Linked DNA regions of Capsicum annuum: region 1 is linked to region 2. The links are chromatin contacts, called in public Hi-C maps. All regions are on one chromosome and are shown on one strand. The core of a region is the stretch at or near the end of the contact, and the rest is flanking DNA. Distances in the headings are between cores, read along the strand shown. Region 1 holds the start of LOC107848589 (putative ABC transporter C family member 15). Region 2 holds the start of LOC107846865 (mitotic spindle checkpoint protein MAD2).

What was found. A called contact is a pair of places that touch in the nucleus more often than the background predicts.
Region 1: a contact with region 2 is called in a Hi-C map of leaf, with 2.3 times the contacts expected there. The contact joins the promoter of LOC107848589 here to the promoter of LOC107846865 in region 2. A contact is called at or near these places in 2 of 5 Hi-C or Micro-C datasets (leaf and placenta).

What each region holds. Positions count from the first base shown.
Region 1 is chr11:97,044,845-97,047,778 of UCD10Xv1.1, reverse strand. LOC107848589 (putative ABC transporter C family member 15) reads right to left here and starts at 1,338. Exons shown (of 12, transcript XM_016693376.2): 1 at 280-1,338; 2 at 9-115; 3 at 1-7. The coding sequence starts at 1,105.
Region 2 is chr11:96,673,835-96,677,206 of UCD10Xv1.1, reverse strand. It overlaps LOC107846865 (mitotic spindle checkpoint protein MAD2), which reads left to right and starts at 1,706. Exons shown (of 6, transcript XM_016691134.2): 1 at 1,706-2,089; 2 at 2,890-3,020; 3 at 3,121-3,241. The coding sequence starts at 2,001.

The DNA of each region.
Region 1 (2,934 bases), core at 89-2,588, 370 kb before region 2:
TGAAGGCTTAAGATCATTCCTTCTTGCCAGTTAGACTCATCTTTCTTTTCAGATAAAAAATTCACAAAGCTTGTTATTAGCGAAGGACCAGTATAGGATGCAATTGTATTGACTCCTATAAAACAAGAAAAACAATAAACAGAAGCATGTAATTAGTTTGCTAAGCATATTCGAGACGTGGATCAGACACCACCGTTAACAAAAAAGTTTGCTATGCATTGATTGTTTGCTATGCATTAGTGTTTAAACTTAATAGTCCTGAAGAAAATCAAGAATTACCTGCAAAAACTGCATTATAGGCAAGTGATCTCCTAATCATATGTAGTATGCCATCTGGGAGGGACAAAGTAGAAGCTTTCTTTTTCCAAAGCGCATCTTCCAACAAAGAAGAAGCTTCATTAGAGGTCTCAGAGTGAGGAATTGAAGGTATGTGCTCTACTCTCAGCTTTTCCTCATGGCCTGTCTTGAATAGTGGATTAAGCCACCTGAATGTGATTTGGCTCCAAATACCAGCATTAGAAAATGCATCATCGTGTTTTAAAACACGTTTATTTACCTCTTTGTTAAGGAATGGCTGTTCAGTTTCACTGTGTTTCTTGGGAGAAAAAGCTGGCAAGGCATTGAAACATAGGAGAATTGACAGTGGTAGGGAAACAAAATCAATTATATTTGGCTTGGGCAGAAAATGTGGGGCTTTTGTAAATATATTAGTACAGTGGTTGAAAAGATGAAGAGAGACTCTAATTATATCAAAAATACTTGAAAAGACCCACCATATGATGAGTAATAATGGCCACCTTTTCTCTCTGTTTGATGAGTAGGCTGCAACTAAACTAGCTAGACTCCATGTCATGACACAAGAAATAGACTCTTCAAACACAAAAGTTCTCAACTTCCAGAATTCATGGAGACAAAATCCCAAGTAAGAAATGGCTATTGAGAAATTCACTAAAATTGTAATCTTAGTGAAAAGTGTGGATTTTCTTCTCTCTCTTGTTTCTGCAAAACCCTCTTCTCCTCCATTATTCTTGAAAAAATCTACCAAGAAACATATGAGTAAAAACAAGAAAAATGCCATATTGATTAGCGTCAGAGTGATGTCCATCTTGGTTGAGACTTGAGACTAAAACTCAAGAAAATCCCACTGTATATTCAACTCAGCCCTTAAAACCTGCTACTCTATCGAAAAGAACCTTGGAGCACAAAATGCAAGAATTAATTTATTTAAAAAGTTATGCCAAAAGAACCGAAACAATGTATGCTAGAAAAGTACAAATACATATCCATACAGAGTCATATAAAATACTTATGTCTATGCAAATAGAGATGGAAAACCAGACCAGACCGATCAAAGGTAGAATCCGGAACCAAAATATGTCCTACAACTAAAAAATAAAGTATCAATATATGCCATATATATATAAAAAAAAAAAAAAAAAAGCACCAAAATAGATTTTATGCACTTAATAAGTGCACAATACCTTTAACTTTACTTTGTAACGAAAAATTTCTAACGATGTTAAAAAAGTTAAAGTTTACATTGTACACTTAATAAGTGCACAATTCATTCTTTTAAAAATAGATTGTGCACTTATTAAGTGCACAGTCCATAAAAAAAATAAATTGTGCACTTATTAAGTGCACAGTCCATAAAAAAATGAATTGTGCACTTATTAAGTGCATAATGTAAACTTTAATTTTTTTAATACCATCACATATTTTTCGTTACAAAGTTAAAAGCATTATACATTTATTAAGTGCACAAAACCTAATTTAATATTTTTTTATATGACATACATTGTCACTTTTTTTTTTTTTTTAGGTATAGGGCATACATTGGTACATTATGAAGAAGGAAGCACGTGCCCCTTTAAAAATTTGGTGGAATGATGATGAAGAGGAATCAAATATAATGGCGAGTGGAATTATGGATAGAAAAATCTATTTATGCAATGTCTATATAATACTGTCATAATTATTACTCCCTTCATCCCTATTATTGGGGTATGACACATTGTTTTAAAAAAAAATTAAGGATATAGGTTACTTTTTATTATTATTTATTTAATTATTTTTAAATTATTTCCCTAAAAGTGTAAATTATTTAAAAATCTCATTAAATGAAATAGTAAATATGTGAAAAGAAGTTTCAACAATTCTTTTGGAGTTTGAAAATTTTACTTATTTTAAATTTATAAGAAAATCCCAACAATTCACTTGGTAGTTTATTTCGTCAACTTATAAAAATCAGTTTACTTTCAGATGTGGATTTAAAAAAATATATTAGTAATGAACAGTTTATTTTTGACTAATAGATTTAGAAAAATATTTTTAAACAGCAATTAGTATTTAGTCAAACTTTTAAAAATATTTTTAAGTGTATTTTTCTCAAAAATACTTTTGAAGAGAAGCTATTTTTTTAACTTACAGCTTCTGCTACTTTTCACAAATACTTATTTTCTTCTAAAATCTTAACCAAACACTTCAATTTTTTAAAATAAATATTTTTGATTTAAAATAAATATTTTTGAAAAAAAGCTGACCAAATGGGCTACTCCTATTTGGTCAAAAAGCTCAAAAAAAGGGGATGGTATTAGTAAAAGATTACAGTGCAATCACATCAGTAGATTCTTTAAAGAATCTGTCCAAAAATTTTGTGCTTTCCAAATGAGTCAGCCAAATTCTCCGCTGACTTATGTCTTCATGCGTATGACTATTAACATTTAAAAAAAAAAATTGTACATTTTTAAAAGAATTATACATCTTAAAAAATCATCTCGTACAGCAATATTATCTGTCTAGGTTTTGGAGAATGTTTAATTTCATGTTAGTGTATCTATACCTCAGTTTCAAAGTTAAAATCTACTTCCTTCATTTCAAAATAAATAAATTATTGAGTTATTTTTTAATATTCAAAATAAATAAATTATTCAT
Region 2 (3,372 bases), core at 457-2,956:
GAATGTCTAAAGTATGCCTTGTCAAGGCCAAAACTTCCGTAAACAATATCTGAAGTTAGGCTTTACCGAATACCAAGCCCACAACTTCTGAAGTTAGCCTTACAAGTCATGACTAGTCAGGAAGCGACCATGCAAAGCACGAGTCCAACAATATAAAATTAGGTAATAGAAATAATTTTTATAAGTATAACCTCAATTTTATTATTAATTGTATCTATAAATGGAAATAATATTTTCATAGTCTAATTTATGTGACACCTTTGAAATTTTGTAATTCAATCAAGTTTTTGTTTATCATAATTTTTTTTATACACCTTTTAAGTATTTTGAATTATTAATTATTGTGACTTGTATTACTTAGCTTTCAAATATGTAGATGCTATTTAAAAAAAAAAATAAAGATGATTTTACGTTCGAATTTCAAGTGAAAATTAAATTGTTTAATTTTTGATATCTGCCACATAAATTAGAACAAATAAAGTATGTTACTTTTTTTTTTTACATTAATTTATATGAGACAGATGAAATCCTGACAGTCAAACAACTTTTTTTAACTATAATTTTCTAATATTATTTGTTAAATTATTAATTATTGTGATTATGTTACTTTTTTTTTTTTTTTACATTAATTTATGTGAGACGGATGAAATCTTGAGAGTCAAACAACTTATTTTAATAGTAATTTTTTAGTTTTTTTTTTAAAATTATTAATTATTGTGATTATGTTACCTTTTTTACATTACTTTATGTGAGATGGATGAAATCTTGAGAGTCAAACAATTTTTTTAACTGTAATTTTCTAATTTATCTTTTAAATTATTCATTATTGTGATTTATAATAATTTTTACATAATTTTTAAATATATAAAATATTTGGAAAAGACTTTTTAATTATTATTATTTTTTTTTTTACAAATAACAATACACAATTATAAAAAATAAAAGATGATGCTATTACAACAAGGGCTCTATTGCATTGAATGAGCGAAACTAATGTGGGTCAATATTTGTGCTTTGCATTAAATAAACAGCAGTATCAGCTGCATCAAACAAATTTGGTAGCCACAAAGGCTCAAACTCACAATGCACTGCATGAAATGTTACACTTTATCCACCAAGCCAAGTGATACTTTTGTGAGGGAAGCACACAACTGAAGCAACCATGTTGACGTTCAGCTGTGTGATATTTCCTCTTATTAGATAGTAATATAACCAAAGTCTTGTCAAGGCTATAAATCTAGTTAAAAGGTCCAAAATTTGGCCTTATTTGAATAATTTCAGGGAGAAAAAATTTGAAATCGATTTTGATAAGTAATATTAAAAACTTCAAACCAAAATATCTAATACAATGCCAACGCCTTCATAAAGCTGCACTTCAAACAAAAATGCCTAAAATCATACGCGAATTTATAACTTTAATCCCGTTGATCTGAACTTTTCATTAAAATGAGTAAACTTTTAATTTTTCGTAACTTTGAATATAAATTAAACTAAAAATTACACAAATATACAACTTATGTTTCTAATATTACAAAAAATTCCAACTCCCTAAATATATTATAAAAATTTCAACATATACACAGAATGTTATATATATTAATAGGGAAAGAGAGTAAAATAATTAAAAAAATAGGAGAGAGTGTAATTACTTTCAAAATGATTGATATTTATGTTATTTATACTAAATTAAATGGTTGGTCCAAAAATGAATATTTGTACCTTTAGCAAAGCAATCACCATTAAAGAGTTGTACCTCATTGGGGCCCAATTTTGCATTAGCCCATCTTTAGTGTGAAGTGGGAGACGGAAAGAAGTGTGACTTGACCGTTGTTACTGTGTCATTTCCCAAAACTAGCCGTTGCTCTCTGCTTTGTTTTTCAATTGTCATAAAAACCCTAACTATATTACTTTCTCCCCCAAACAATCAATCAAACATTCAAACCAATTTGTTAGAAACTTCAAAATCATTTTTCTTTGTTTTTTGAAATCAGATTTAGGATATGGCGTCAAGAACAGCGTCGAAAGACATAATCACGCTTCGTGGTTCAGCCGCAATCGTCAGTGAATATTTCGGTTATGCATCTAATAGGTAACAATTAACAAACCCCATTCTCTCTTATCTCTTTTTAATTTTATTCTGATTATAGAGACTTGCACGTTCCTGGTGTAGATAAATTTTTGTTTTAGAAAACCCTTAATTTGCCTTGAATTCTAATGGAATTGGATTGAAACAAATTGCATCATTTTGCTTAATGATCTTTGACAATCTTTCGTTTCAGAAAACCCTTAGTTTGATTTGAAGGATAAACTATTTAATCTGCATTGGAATAAAAGGGGCTACAATTGAGCGGATGGATTTATCTGATAGACACCAACTATTGGGCGTTGAACAGATTACATTGGGTATAGTCGATTCATCAGGGATTAATTTCATAGAACTCGAGGCATTGTTGATTGTTTGATTGAATAAAATGCTCTGTGTTCTTCCTTTAGTTTTTCTTTTCAGAATGCTGAAATTGTTTGGGTGTGTTTGAATATTGGGTGTGGGGTGGGTGTGGGGGGTGGGGACTTTGATAATCTTTAGTTTCAGAAAACCTTTCTAGTAAGACGCCATTTTAGGATTTCATTTCCTAGTATCATGACCAAACTGAACTTAGTTTGACTTGAAAGATAGACTATTTATCTGCATTGGAATAAACCGGGCTACAATAGAGCAGATTGATATAATCAATTTATCTGACAGACCTCTCAACCATTGGGCATTGTTGATTGATTAATTGATTTTAACACAATGCTATGTGTTGTGTGTTTTGTTCTTTAATGATTTTGCCTGAATGCTGATTTTGTTTTTTCTTTTATTTGGGTGTGGGGGTTATGTTATATTTACAGCATTTTGTACAACAGAGGAGTATATCCTGAAGAAAGTTTTAAAAAAGTGAAGAAATATGGACTCACAATGTTGCTTACTGAAGATGAAGGTGTCAAGACCTTCATTTCCAACTTGACTGCCCAACTCGCCGGTAAGTTTTAGAATTTTATCAGAGTTGTTGGTTGATTCGGATCATCATTTGGTAGGGAAATGAAATGGTTGTTTTCTTTATGATTGTGTTGTTCATGTAGAGTGGTTGGAAACTGGAAAGCTACAAAGGGTGGTTCTTGTGATCATGAGCAAGGCCTCCGGTGAGGTATTAGAGAGGTGGAATTTCAGTATCGAAACTGATAGCGAGGTTGTTGAGAAAGGGTAAGTTGACTATCATTTTTCTGGTCACTGGTAAATTTTGTGGATTGAAGAAAGTGTGTGTTGGAAATTTTTATATGGCAGAAGAAAATATAAAGAATTTCTAGTTTCTTTTATGAGCTTAAATGAGTGAA